Linked DNA regions of Oryctolagus cuniculus: region 2 is linked to region 1. The links are chromatin contacts, called in public Micro-C maps. All regions are on one chromosome and are shown on one strand. Each heading gives the region's core, a stretch centred on a gene start, on an enhancer-like site or on the middle of the called end of the contact. The rest is flanking DNA. Distances are from core to core; before and after follow the strand shown. Region 1 overlaps PMP22 (peripheral myelin protein 22). Region 2 has its middle 21 kb from the start of CDRT4.

Region 1 (5,889 bases), core at 2,508-5,007:
TGAACTCCTGGGTCCTGGCATTGGACGAGATACCTGAAGGATTGGGAGACCATCCTTTGGGGGCCGATGCTGTGGCATAGCAGGTTAAGCCTTTGCCTGTGGCGCTGCCATCTCATATGGGCACCTGTTCAAGTCCTGGCTGCTCCACTTCCAATCCAGCTCCCTGCTAATGTGCTGGGGGAAAGCAATGGATGATGACCTAGGTCCTTGGGCCCCTGCACCCACCTATGTGGGAGACCCAGAAGAAGCTCCTTGCTCCTGGCTTTGGATGGGCCCACCTCTGGCCATTGCAGCCATTTGGAGAGTGAACCAGTGGATGGAAGACCTTTCTGTCTGTATCTATGCCTCTCAAATAAATAAATCTTAAAAAAAAAAAAAAAAAAAGGAAAGACCATCATTTGGACACCACATCCTATCCACTGTACTTCCTTCACCCACTGGGGTCTGGGCATCCCACAAGTGCCTGTAAAATCAAGAACCATTACTTGGGGGAGAGATTATGGGTTGACTCAGGAAGCCACAAAGATGGTAAATTACAAAATATGAACCCATAAGTGCAGAGGGTCTCTTGTGTTTTCTACAATCTGACCAAAAGCTGAGCCACAGAGGAGGAGGGAGTCTGGCATCCCAGCCAAAATGACAATGCCACCAAATGGATCCATAAGGGAAAATCTGCAATCAATCTGAAGACAGAGACCACCAGAGACCACCAAGGGCTCATGTCGGGGAAGGTTGACACTGGCAAGAGGTTTATCTTCTCCTCCTTTTTAATCCATAGCACTGACTTAATGCTGCCCACAACCCATTCATGGACATGAGCTCATTCCTGCTTTTGCTCGAAATGGAAAAGGTAAGGAGGGGGCTGGTGTTGTGGCACAGTGGGTTAAGCCACAGCTTGCAACACCGGCATCCCATGTCAGAGCCCTGGTTCAACTACTGGCTGCTCCGCTTCTGATCCAGCTCCTTGCTAATGCACCTGGGAAAGCAGTGGAAAATGGTCCAAGTGCTTGGGCTCCTGCCACCCAAGTGAGACACCTGGTTGGAGATCCTGGCTCCTGACTGCAGCCTGCCCAGCCCAGGCTGTTGAGGCTATTTGGGGAGTAAATGAGCAGACAAAAAAAAATATCTGTCTCCTCTCTTTCTCTACCTCTCCCTCTCTCTGCCGTTAGTATATGTGCTGCTGAAGCAAACACCATCTCTCTGCCTTTAAACTTAAAAAAAAAAAAAAAAAAAAAGGAAGGTAAGAAGTGGCCATCATCCCAGCTTCTGGTCCTCGCTCCAGCCCACAATTTGACACAGCAGACATGGGCCCCTGTTTGTCCTCACCAAGAAATGAGGGACAGCAGGGGGCTGGGGGTAGCAAAGGATGCTCTGGGGACAGAGTAGAGGCAGGCCCAATTATTCTCATTATGAGTGGGGGTTAAGCACGGATTTCCCCTTTAAGAAGGAAAATGACACAGGAGTGTACACATGGCGGGCATCTAACATCTCCATTGATAAAAGTCTGTCAACCTCTTAGTTCTTCTGAGGCAAGACTCTGCAGCGGAGATGGGGTACGGTACCTGCTGAAGACAAGTTCTGCCTGGACCCTGCCTCCATATGAAGCTCATGAGGACCAGGCCAAGCGGCAGGGCCAGGCCAAGGCTGGGCCCTTCCAGCCTCCAAACAGCCTGGCACCCATGAATGGACCGTTCTGCTCCACAGCAGGTGCACACAGAGGGGACAGAGGAGAATGCGTCTGCACATTGGGATTTGGTATTTGCATCTTCTGGAAAGCTCAGAACAACAAGAAAAAAAAGCTGTAGTTCATGCATCTGCAAGGCACACATTTTGCTTGAACTCTCTGGGTCAGTAGGGATGTGCAGATGGGACTTGGCACACCCCTGCCCTGAGCCCGAGCCGCTGTCCAGATCTTAGCAGTTTGAGAAGCTCCAGGTCTAGGAACCGGCTCCACGGTTCTGTGCCCCTGTTTGCTTCTTATGCAGATGCCACCCCCGTGGGTCCTGTTTTCCATGCCCTAAGATTCTACTTTCTTAATAAAGGCAGAGAGAACCTTCTCTTACAACAACAACCAAAATCCCTCAAGTGTTTTCCAGATCGTGCCAATCAAAGGTCTCCACGAGGAAAGCGTGTGAGGCAACAAAAGGAAAGAAAACCATTTCATCCCCCAGGACCGTCCCTGGGGCTGTATGGGGGGCACACATGCTTTCTACGCATTCAGGAGCACTTGGGACAAACCACGCCACTGAGAAACACATGTAAGCCACAGCAGGTCTGAATGACATCATAAACAGCAGGGAGCCGTCCGAGCATCTGGAAGGAAGTTGAGCTCTTACTCCTTGCTCTCTGCTCCCACGTGTCCTCACCTACGCCCACCTCATGCCCTCTTCGGCAACCTTGAACTTGATGACACCCCCGGGGGTCACCCCTCCAAGAGGCTTCCCTGCCCCATTGCAATCCCCCAAGATCCCATCACCCCGTCTTCTTGCTACAGTTTCCATCACTTGTCCCCCAAGCCCTTCATCGACAGTTTTGTCCAACAAAAATGAAAGCTCTCGTTCACTCTTAGGTCCTCAATGCCCCAGTAGTGGAGACATCCAACAAATAGTTCCAAATGAGAGATCACAAGGGAAGGAGACGGGGGATGGAAGAGGAGGGATGAGGAGAGATCCTGCCGCTAGAGATGGTGAAATTCCAGGATGAAGGGCAGGGTGGGAGGGTCAGGGGAGGAGGAGGAGGAGGTTTTCTGGAAGCAGGAGCAGGTGCATCGGGTAGGGTACCAAGACCTGTGACAGCTCCACCTGAGGTTCACACAAAGGCAGGGGCTCTGTTTTAAAAGGAGGAGTGATACGATCAGGGTTGGATTCAACACAAGAAATGAATGACAAGGAAGCAAGGGAAGGTGCAGGCTAGTGAGCCCGGGGGCTGCCTGGGCAGCTCTGTGGCTAGTGGCAGTGCCTAGGAGAATCTAAAGAATGCTGAAGGAATTTAGCCCTGGACGGAGCCATTGCAACTATCATAGGAGCACGCCCCTGGGTATGGAGGGCACGGTCAGAGTCCGCGAGGGAAGCGCCTCACTCCCGGGTCATGGGGAGGCACCTGCTGTTAAATTTCTATGAGTGGAGAAGCCGTGCTTCCCAAAGTCCACGTGACAGTTCTCAACCTCGCTCGTTATCAACTGTAGGTGTGACCCTGTGAGTAGCTTAGCAGGGAAAGGTAGAAAACCATGTGGTCTATCCAGGGATATGTCACTAAAAGAGCAAGGGACACATTCTTCCTCTCCTTCTGTCTCCACCCAGTGTATGGATGAGATGGCTGGAGCTATGGCACCTCTTAGTCTATGACGACAAGGGCCAAACCCAAGAGACAGCAAAGAAATGAACTAGAAAGTGCCTGGCTTCTGACAATGGATCTGTCATTCCTCTCCCAGCCTGCTTGCTGCCAGACTTCTTCTAAAAGAAAGACAAAGGAACCACCCTATTTACAACTCTCATGGGAAGATGATCTAGTACACACATTGGAGTTCACACTTAACCAGAACACCAGCCAACTGGTCTACCACACCCCACGCATTGCTTTCCCCTGGCCTTGAATTGCTACTGCTCACACAGGGAACATTCCCTCTCCCCCCCCCCCCCCCCCGCCAAAGCCTGCATGTACTTATGTCCCGGGGGCTGGATCAAGTTCTACCTCCCACCAGAGATTTCCCATCCACTTCCTCCCTGGTCCCTTGCACTGTTCATCAGCTCCCACTCACCATCTGCCCTACGCTGCCCTCAGAGTGGGTGATTCATCCCTCCATACTTGTGTGCTGACTCCTCAGTGATGCTTGGGATCACTCAAGGTCAAGGCCCATCACGTCCAGCTCCTGGTATTCCCTGGGCCAAGGAGAACGTCTATCTGACCCAAGGTCACAATGAACACGCTTCGACCTCTGCCTACAGCCAGGTGGAGGAGGAGACAGCCAGAAGGTGTGTGAATAAATTTCTAAAAACACGAAGGCGTCTCTAACCACTTCCAGCAGCAAGAGGTGGTTTGGGGGGAAACAGCCGTGCCCTTCAAACCCCTATAAGCTCAGTGAGAGACCGAGACGTGGCACAGTGCCGGGAGGCTCCGTTCACACAGAAAACAATGTGAATGGTGACCCCCAGAGAGAAGCAAGCCCCCTTCAGAAAACAAACTTCCAGTGACACAAGCCACCTGGCTCTCCCCTAACACACTCACAACAGATTCTGCACACAGAGATGCTCAAAAACGAATATGATGACTTCACAAGACATTTCCAACAGTCTAGGGGCAAATACACACACGCATGAGAAGGGATTTGCCACTAACAGTTCATTTGCCAAGGGGACTTTGGCAAAAACTGGACTTTATTTTTTGCCTTACTGTTTGCCACAGCGACTGTAAAACCCCATAGAGGGATGAAAGTATGGGCCTCTTAAAACCCCACAAAATCTGTTCTCTGTATAGGAATAAAAAATTTAAAAAAAAAAAAAAGGAAAGAAAGGAAGGAAGGAAGGAAGGAAGGAAGGAAGGAAGGAAGGAAGGAAGGAAGGAAGGGCCGGCCAAGGAGGCCCAGCAGGGGGCGCTACTCCAAGCTGCAGCTGCCCCACACCACGACCCAGCAGGAGGCCGTCAGCACGGGTCACTTCTCACTTAGCATAAGCACAACTGGAAGCAAACCCAGCCTGCCTAGGGTGTGTCCAGATGTCCTCCACGTGTGAGAGCCCAGAAGGCGCACGTGGAGGAGAAGGGACACTCTGGGGCCCCCCGCTCCCCCAGCCATGGAACGCCACCAGCCAGACAGGCAGCCCTCGAAGCCAGGACACCTTAACCCAAGAAGATGGGCCAGGCCCACGAGGGTAAGTTGAGGGCTAAGAATTTTCCCCGTTTAAAATAGCGCTTGTCCCTCCCGGATCGAGGCTTGGAGCGCGAGTGGCCGCTACTCCCAACAGAGTGCCGGATTCCGTGCCGGCCCCGCGTGGCCAGATGCCACTTGGGGATGGCGCCTGTGGACACTGAGACCGGAGTCTCAGGGAAAGCTCGCCCTCCTCGGGCTGAGTCGCCACTTGTGACCACCAGGTGTCAGTAGCGAGTACGGAGTACAGCAAATCCCAGCCCCAGTCGCTTCCTGCAGGGGAGGCACGGGGTGCTGTCTGTGGCTTTGGGGACAGCAGTGTTACCATCACATTGTCAGGCACTCCTGGGTATTCCATGCAATCTGCCCCAAATGCAATATTCAGGATGGTTTCATTTATTTATTTTTAATATTAGCTTACTTAGAGAGAGAGAGAGAGAGAGAGAGAGAGAGAAATCTCATTCACTGGTTCACCTCCCTCAAATGCCTGCAATGCCTGGGCCATAACTGGGAGCCAGGAGCTCACTCCAGGTTTCCCATGTGGGTGGCAGGAACCCAGTTCCTTGAGCCATCATCACGTTAGCAAGAAGCTGGAGTTAGAAGCTGGAGCTGGGAACTGAACTCTGATATGGGATGCAGGTGTCTTAATGACTATCTCCACTGCTAGGCCAAAAGCCCTCACAATTAGGGTGATTTTCATTCCGTGTCTCTCCTAGGCTTGGATAAAAAATTCAGCAACGCTCACTTACTAGGGTTGGGGTCTTTCTGCCTCCCTCCAACCCCGAACTCGGGAAGGAGGCATCACAGAACAGGTTTTCTCTTTCTTGCCTATGCTCCCCATATCCATTACCAAGCAAGCATTTTAGCAGTTCCTGGTTATACTGAGGTTCAAGGTATCTGGTTAGCAAGGTTCCAGAGACATCCTTGGGTGCCCCTAGGAGCAGAAAGCCCTAGGAGGACAAGTCCAGCAGAGAAACTGCAGGGTGCAAAGCCAGAGCCAAGGGCTGCACCACTGCCTGCTTTGCTGT
Region 2 (5,889 bases), core at 1,660-4,159, 250 kb after region 1:
CGTCCTGCACTGCATGACGGAAAGCCAGCAGCCAACTCCGGAACACTTTGCCAAGCTCCAGTAACCCTCACAGCTGTCCCGGGAGAGCCTGCTCCCTGCCCTCGTTGCACAGATGAGGAAAAGTGCAGCATAAAGAATACGAGTGATGTGGTCAGCAGATGTGGTCACACAGAATCAGTGGCTGAGCTGGGTGTGAAACCTGAGAATCACCTGACTCCAAATCCCCACCATTTATGTCTCGCTCTGCCTCATCAGGAAGAAAGCAAAGTTACATCAGCCAAGGAGAGGTAGGATAGGTGGGAAGAAAACAAAGAGAGGACGGGAGGAGACCAGTCTTGGGAGACTGGGCAATGCACACTATTCAATGTATGTAGTCGGCCCTCAGCATCTATGGTGGATCCATTGCAGGATCCCCCACACACCAAAAATACCAAAATCTGCAGGTGCACAGGTCCATAAAATGGTGCAGAATTCACATATAACATCTTCCCACGTGGTTTAATCTAAGCATCTCTAGATTATTTACATCCAACGTAAATGCTATATAAATAGTCGTCCTATTGTATTGTTCAGGGAATAATGACAAGGAAGAAAAGCTGCTGAATATGTTTAGTACAGATTTTTTTTTCCGAACATTTTCTACCCCTGACTGGTTGAATCTGCAAAGGCAGAACCCACAGAGACTGTGTGCCGTGTGAGGGCTGACCATGTGCCAGTGACCACAGCAGCCTCTTGTCGTTTGGCCTCTTGGGAACTTGAAAGATTGTTTTTCCTTCTGGAACTTACTCCTTCCCTCTTTCCATAAGAATTTGTTGAAAAATCATCGTGTGTGAAAACATCACATGGCCGGCGCCGCAGCTCAATAGCCTAATCCTCCACCTAGCGGCGCTGGCACACTGGGTTCTAGTCCCGGTCGGGGCATCGGATTCTGTCCCGGTTGCCCCTCTTCCAGGCCAGCTCTCTGCTGTGGCCAGGGAGTGCCGTGGAGGATGGCCCAAGTGCTTGGGCCCTGCACCCACATGGGAGACCAGGAGAAGCACCTGGCTCCTGGCTTCGGATCAGCGCAGTGCACCGGCCATGGTGGCCATTGGAGGGTGAACCAACGGCAAAGGAAGACCTTTCTCTGTCTCTCTCACTGTCCACTCTGTCAAAAAAAAAAAAAAAGAAAAGAAAAGAAAATATCACATTAAGTCTTAAAGATATGTACAGTTATTCACTGGGAAGCCTTGTAGGAGATGCCAAGGACACAAACGACACAATTTCTTCCACTCAGGAGCTGGTCACATGTTTTGCCTCGAATGCAAGTTCCTTTTGGGTTTCTTGGACTGATGTTGCTCATCTGCAACAACAGTGAGAAGGTGCAGGATGTCAGGTTTACTCCGCGTTGTGTCCTGTCCACCACTGTCCCATCCCCATATCTCTTGTCAACTTGGGGTTCACAAGAACCACTAGATCCTTTCCTCCTTTGTCCTCCATCCCTCTTGAAGTTCATTCCCACTGCCTGGAGTTTAATTACGTGTTCACAGCACCCACCTCCCTAACCTCAAACGGACTGGAGGGTCCGTCAATAACAGTTTCTATTTCACTCAGTACATCACCGAAGAAGCAGGGGAACATCAAATTTGTGGGGCCAGCTATATTATGTCCCTGCCACAGGGAGCCCGATGACCAATCAGTTGGACAGAAAAGGGTTTTATTGCCGTCGGCCAGTGCATGAGTCCAGGTTCTGTTGCCACAATTGCACGGCTGAGGCTGGGTGCGGACAAGGAAAAGAGGCTTATTCCTCTTCCAGGTTCAGAGGCTGCAAGTCCAAGTTCAGGTGTATGTCATCACAGTGGCAGGTGCATGCAAGGCAGGATACCAGAGACCAGTCTTGCTCTTTCATAGCACGAGAGCTAACTCACTCCACAATACCAGCATTAATTCCTTCTACAGACAATGTTCCCCACCACCACCCCTGCCACCGCCATCCCCAGTTACAAAACTGCCTCCCCCTAGGTCCCAACTCTTCACGGTTCCAGCGCCTCACACTGGGGACCCTGCTTCTGATACAGGAACCTTTGAGAAACAAACTACATGCAAACTGTAGTGCTGGACGTAGCCGGGCCTGGGAGCTCAGCCTCGCAGCTCTGAGCTGCTTCTTCCTCACATTCCCACCCAGACACAGGAGCAACAGGGAATGATGAGGGCGTGCACAGCAGGGCAGCCAGCTGTAGGGGGACTGAGGCGGAAATGGGTGGTTTAGGTGGAAAGTGGTAGCGTGATATGAGAACAGGTGTCACACACACACACACACACACACACACACACACACACACACGGCGAGCAGAGCTATTACAAACAGGCCGGCTCAGATCCTCTTCCTTTTTATTCCACGATAGCTTCTTCCAGCCATAGGAGAAGGACAAGAACACACCTCACTCCCCAAACCCAAACGCTGTGGCACAGCCCAGAGAAGGAGATGTTCTGTGTCCTTCCTGGGGGTGAGGGTGGGGGGAGAGTGACCTCCGATCGCACCCACCGTGGTGCTTGGTCATTGTCCCCCAGCTCCTGGGTGCTAAGGAGTGACATGGGGGAACCTTTAAAACCACTATTTCATCATGAAGACCCAGAAAAAAACAAATAAACTCTGAACTCAAATGCGGGTGGAGGGGAGGCTGTCACACACACACACACACACACACACACACACATAATGTCTGGAACTTGACCTGGGCAGCCCCTGGCCCATCAGTCACGACCTGCAGAGGCAAGGGTTTGTCACTTGGGGAAAGTGACCCAGCTCCAGGCAGAGGAGGAAGCTGCAGGCCTCCACCCCTTCCCTCTCTGTCCCCGCCTAGGAGGGGCCACCCTGCCCGGAAAAGAGACTCCAAGGATCCCGGGCCCGCCATCCATGGACCTCTAGCTCGTGGCTCCACTCCTCCCCGGGGCCAGGTCTGCAATGACCCCAATCATGGACCCCCCGCCCCTTGTCAGTGGTGACCCTGGGCCCATGCATCCCCTTCCCAGCCCTCTGCCCCTAGCCTAGCCCTCTTCCTCTCTCTCTTTCCTCTCTCTCCCCTCTCTCCTCTCTCTCTCTCTCCCTCTCTCACTCCCTCCTTTGAGATTCAGATTTGTGGGTTGTTTTTAATGCATTCCAGATGCCAGAGATCTTGACCCTGGCTCAGGCCTTCTTCAGACTCTGGGCCTCGCCCCGCCCCACCCCGCCCCTCCGATGGGGCCACAGAGGAGAGCGAGGCCGGCTGGCGCCACCTGTCGACAGCATCTGGGAGTGTAACAAAGGGGAGGAGGATCTGGGGACGGGGCGGGGCCAGACGGAGGTTTTCCTGGAGCAAGCTCCAGAGGCAGTTCATTGATGAAAAAGTCCTGGAGGCCAGAGTTCATCAAGCACAGCCTTCAGCCCCTACAGGGAACTGAAGACATACAGAGCACTTACGGTCACCTCCTGATGCTCTACGTCAACATTTTTCTTCTTTTTTTTAACTACAGTCTGGAGCCCAGCTGGATTGCTCCTAAGGTTAAATCCTTTGAAGAGTGGAGATTTTTCACATCCAGTGTGATGGCATCCAAAGGAAGCCAGGAGAAGTTTATTTGTAAGACTATGGTTTGGTGAAATCCAATAAGGAAAATGGAAAGGAGTGGAAACAAGGCAGTTAAGAATAAGCAATGGGGCCAGCATTGTGGCGTAGCGGGTTAAGGCGTCACCTGCAATGCCCGCATCCCATACAAGTGCCAGTTCAAGTCCTGGCTGCCCTGCTTCTGACTCAGCTCCCTGCTAATGCGCCTGGGAGGTAGCAGGTGATGACCCAAGTATTAGTATTTCAGTATTAGTCCATGTTTGCTACTGTCATGAAATACCTGAAGCTGGGCACTTCTGAAAAAAAAGAGAGAGACTTATTTGACTCATTTATTTGATTTGGAAGTACAATGTCCAGGTAACATAGCAAGGCTCTGGCGAGAGCCCCCTTAACCATAACAGACAGAGGCATCACAGTGGGGGGAGGATGTGTGAGAAGGAAAGAGCACTGTGGCCGGACAGGAAGTCAGTCTTCGGACCTCGCACTTAGCTCCACCTCTTAAAGGTCACATGACCAGTCAGGATGCCACTCTTAGGACCTCCTACTAGGCTCCACCTCTTAAAGGTCCCCCACGTCAACACAACCACACTGAGGACCATGCTTTGAACACATAAACCCTTGGGGGACAAACCACACCCATACAATAACAACACCCAATGCATACCCCTTCTTAGCACTAAAGAGGCAATGGTAGTAGAGACAGACATGGAGCCACAGCCTTCCACCTTTAACATTTAAATTAAACAAGTCCAATTAGATAAAAGGAAATATCCCTTTGTCAATTTATTTATTTGGTCTCTGCATCTTTTCCAAAATGCCTAGAAATTTTTGGACCAAGGCACCTGACTGTGGATGCGCTTTTAGGTGGAGGTGGGAGTTTGCTGGACCTATGAGGACATGGGATAGCTGTCAATTCTCTTACCAGTGTTGGGCAGTGAAGCCTAGTGGTTGGGACCACCACATCCAGAGCAAGACTGGGTTCAAACTCCAACTCTGCTACTTCCTCCCTATATGACTTGGGCAAGTCGCTTATCCCTTTGTACTTCTATTTTTTTTTTTTAATCTGTAAAGTGGGTATCAAAATAGAACCACTTGGGGCAGCGCTGTGGCGTAGCGGGTAAAGCTGCCGCCTGCAGCGCCGGCATCCCGTATGGGCGCCAGTTCAAGTCCCAACAGCTCTACGTCCAATCCAGCTCTCTGCTGTGGCCTGGGAAAGCAGTAGAAGATGGCCCAAGTCCTTGGGCCCCTGCACCCACGTGGGAGACCTGGAAGAAGCTCCTGGCTCCTGGCTCCTGGCTCCAGATTGGCCCAATTCTGGCTGTTGTGGCCATTTTGTGACTGAACCAAAAGATGGAAGATTCTCTTTTCCATTTCTAAAAAGACCTCTGGAGCAATGGAGATACTTCATGGATCTGCACTCGGACCCCACAGAGCTGCCCTGCCCACAGTGGACCAAGCAGGCAGCAGCACACACACATGTCCTGAGTTGCCAGCATGCTCTGCTCCAACCCGGCCAGGAGCTCCCAGCCTGTTTTCATGGAGGACTGAAGGTCCCACCCTCGCCTCTTTTGAGAAGGCTTTCTTAGGCCTTCATTCTCCTTCCCTGTGGCTTCCTGGTCGCTTCTCACTCGCCCAAGACACTACCACTGTGTTGAGTCAAGTGTTTCCATTATGCAATGTTGCTTTGGGACCAGTAAAATGACCCAGGAATAACTTACAAATGGTACGGGAGAAGGTATGCGTGTAATACTTGGAAAGATTTCTGGGTCTACTTATTGGTCGTGTGTTTTACAGCCAAGCTCCAACTCTGCTACTTCCTCCCTATATGACTTGGGCAAGTGGCTTATCCCTCTGTGCTTCTATTTTGTGGTTTTTTTTTAACCTGTAAAGTGGGTATCAGCCACTTCCTCCCTGCATTCCTCTTGCATCTTTCCGGAATGACAGGGAAATTCACTGCCCAGCTACAGCTCTGCTATTTTCTCAACAGGGTCCCAGCAAGTGAGTTCCCCTCGCCCAGGAAAGGAGGCTGCCTGAGTCGCTGTGCAATGGACAGAAAATGCTCTAACTTAAGATTTCTGTTTGTTTTCATCTCATTTTGAACTTCTAGTTTTCAGCAGGTTTTTAGATTGAGCATCATAGTACAGTAGTACCTATTTACATTTATAAATAAATACACAGCTACTGGGGATGCAGGAGCAAACTCAGAGGGGCACGATCTTAAAGATTTGGCATCCGGGATCCTGGCCCACAGCACCTGTCTGTCATTCTCAGACCCAGATCCTGGTCCACAGCACCAGTCCATCATTCTCAG

Evidence for each region. A called contact is a pair of places that touch in the nucleus more often than the background predicts.
Region 2: a contact with region 1 is called in a Micro-C map of ear pinna, with 4 times the contacts expected there. The contact joins two enhancer-like sites. A contact is called at or near these places in 3 of 6 Hi-C or Micro-C datasets (ear pinna, psoas muscle and an unstated tissue).

Annotation. Positions count from the first base shown.
Region 1 is chr17:59,068,349-59,074,237 of mOryCun1.1, forward strand. The region is part of intron 3 of PMP22 (peripheral myelin protein 22); the gene reads right to left. Among named protein-coding and RNA genes, the nearest start is that of PMP22, 9.8 kb to the right of the region's middle. Within about 2 kb of position 3,758, at least 1 of the 8 cell types and tissues checked has an H3K27ac peak or open chromatin away from gene starts, as enhancers often do.
Region 2 is chr17:59,322,927-59,328,815 of mOryCun1.1, forward strand. It overlaps a transcript of TVP23C not described here. Among named protein-coding and RNA genes, the nearest start is that of CDRT4, 21 kb to the left of the region's middle. Within about 2 kb of position 2,910, at least 1 of the 8 cell types and tissues checked has an H3K27ac peak or open chromatin away from gene starts, as enhancers often do.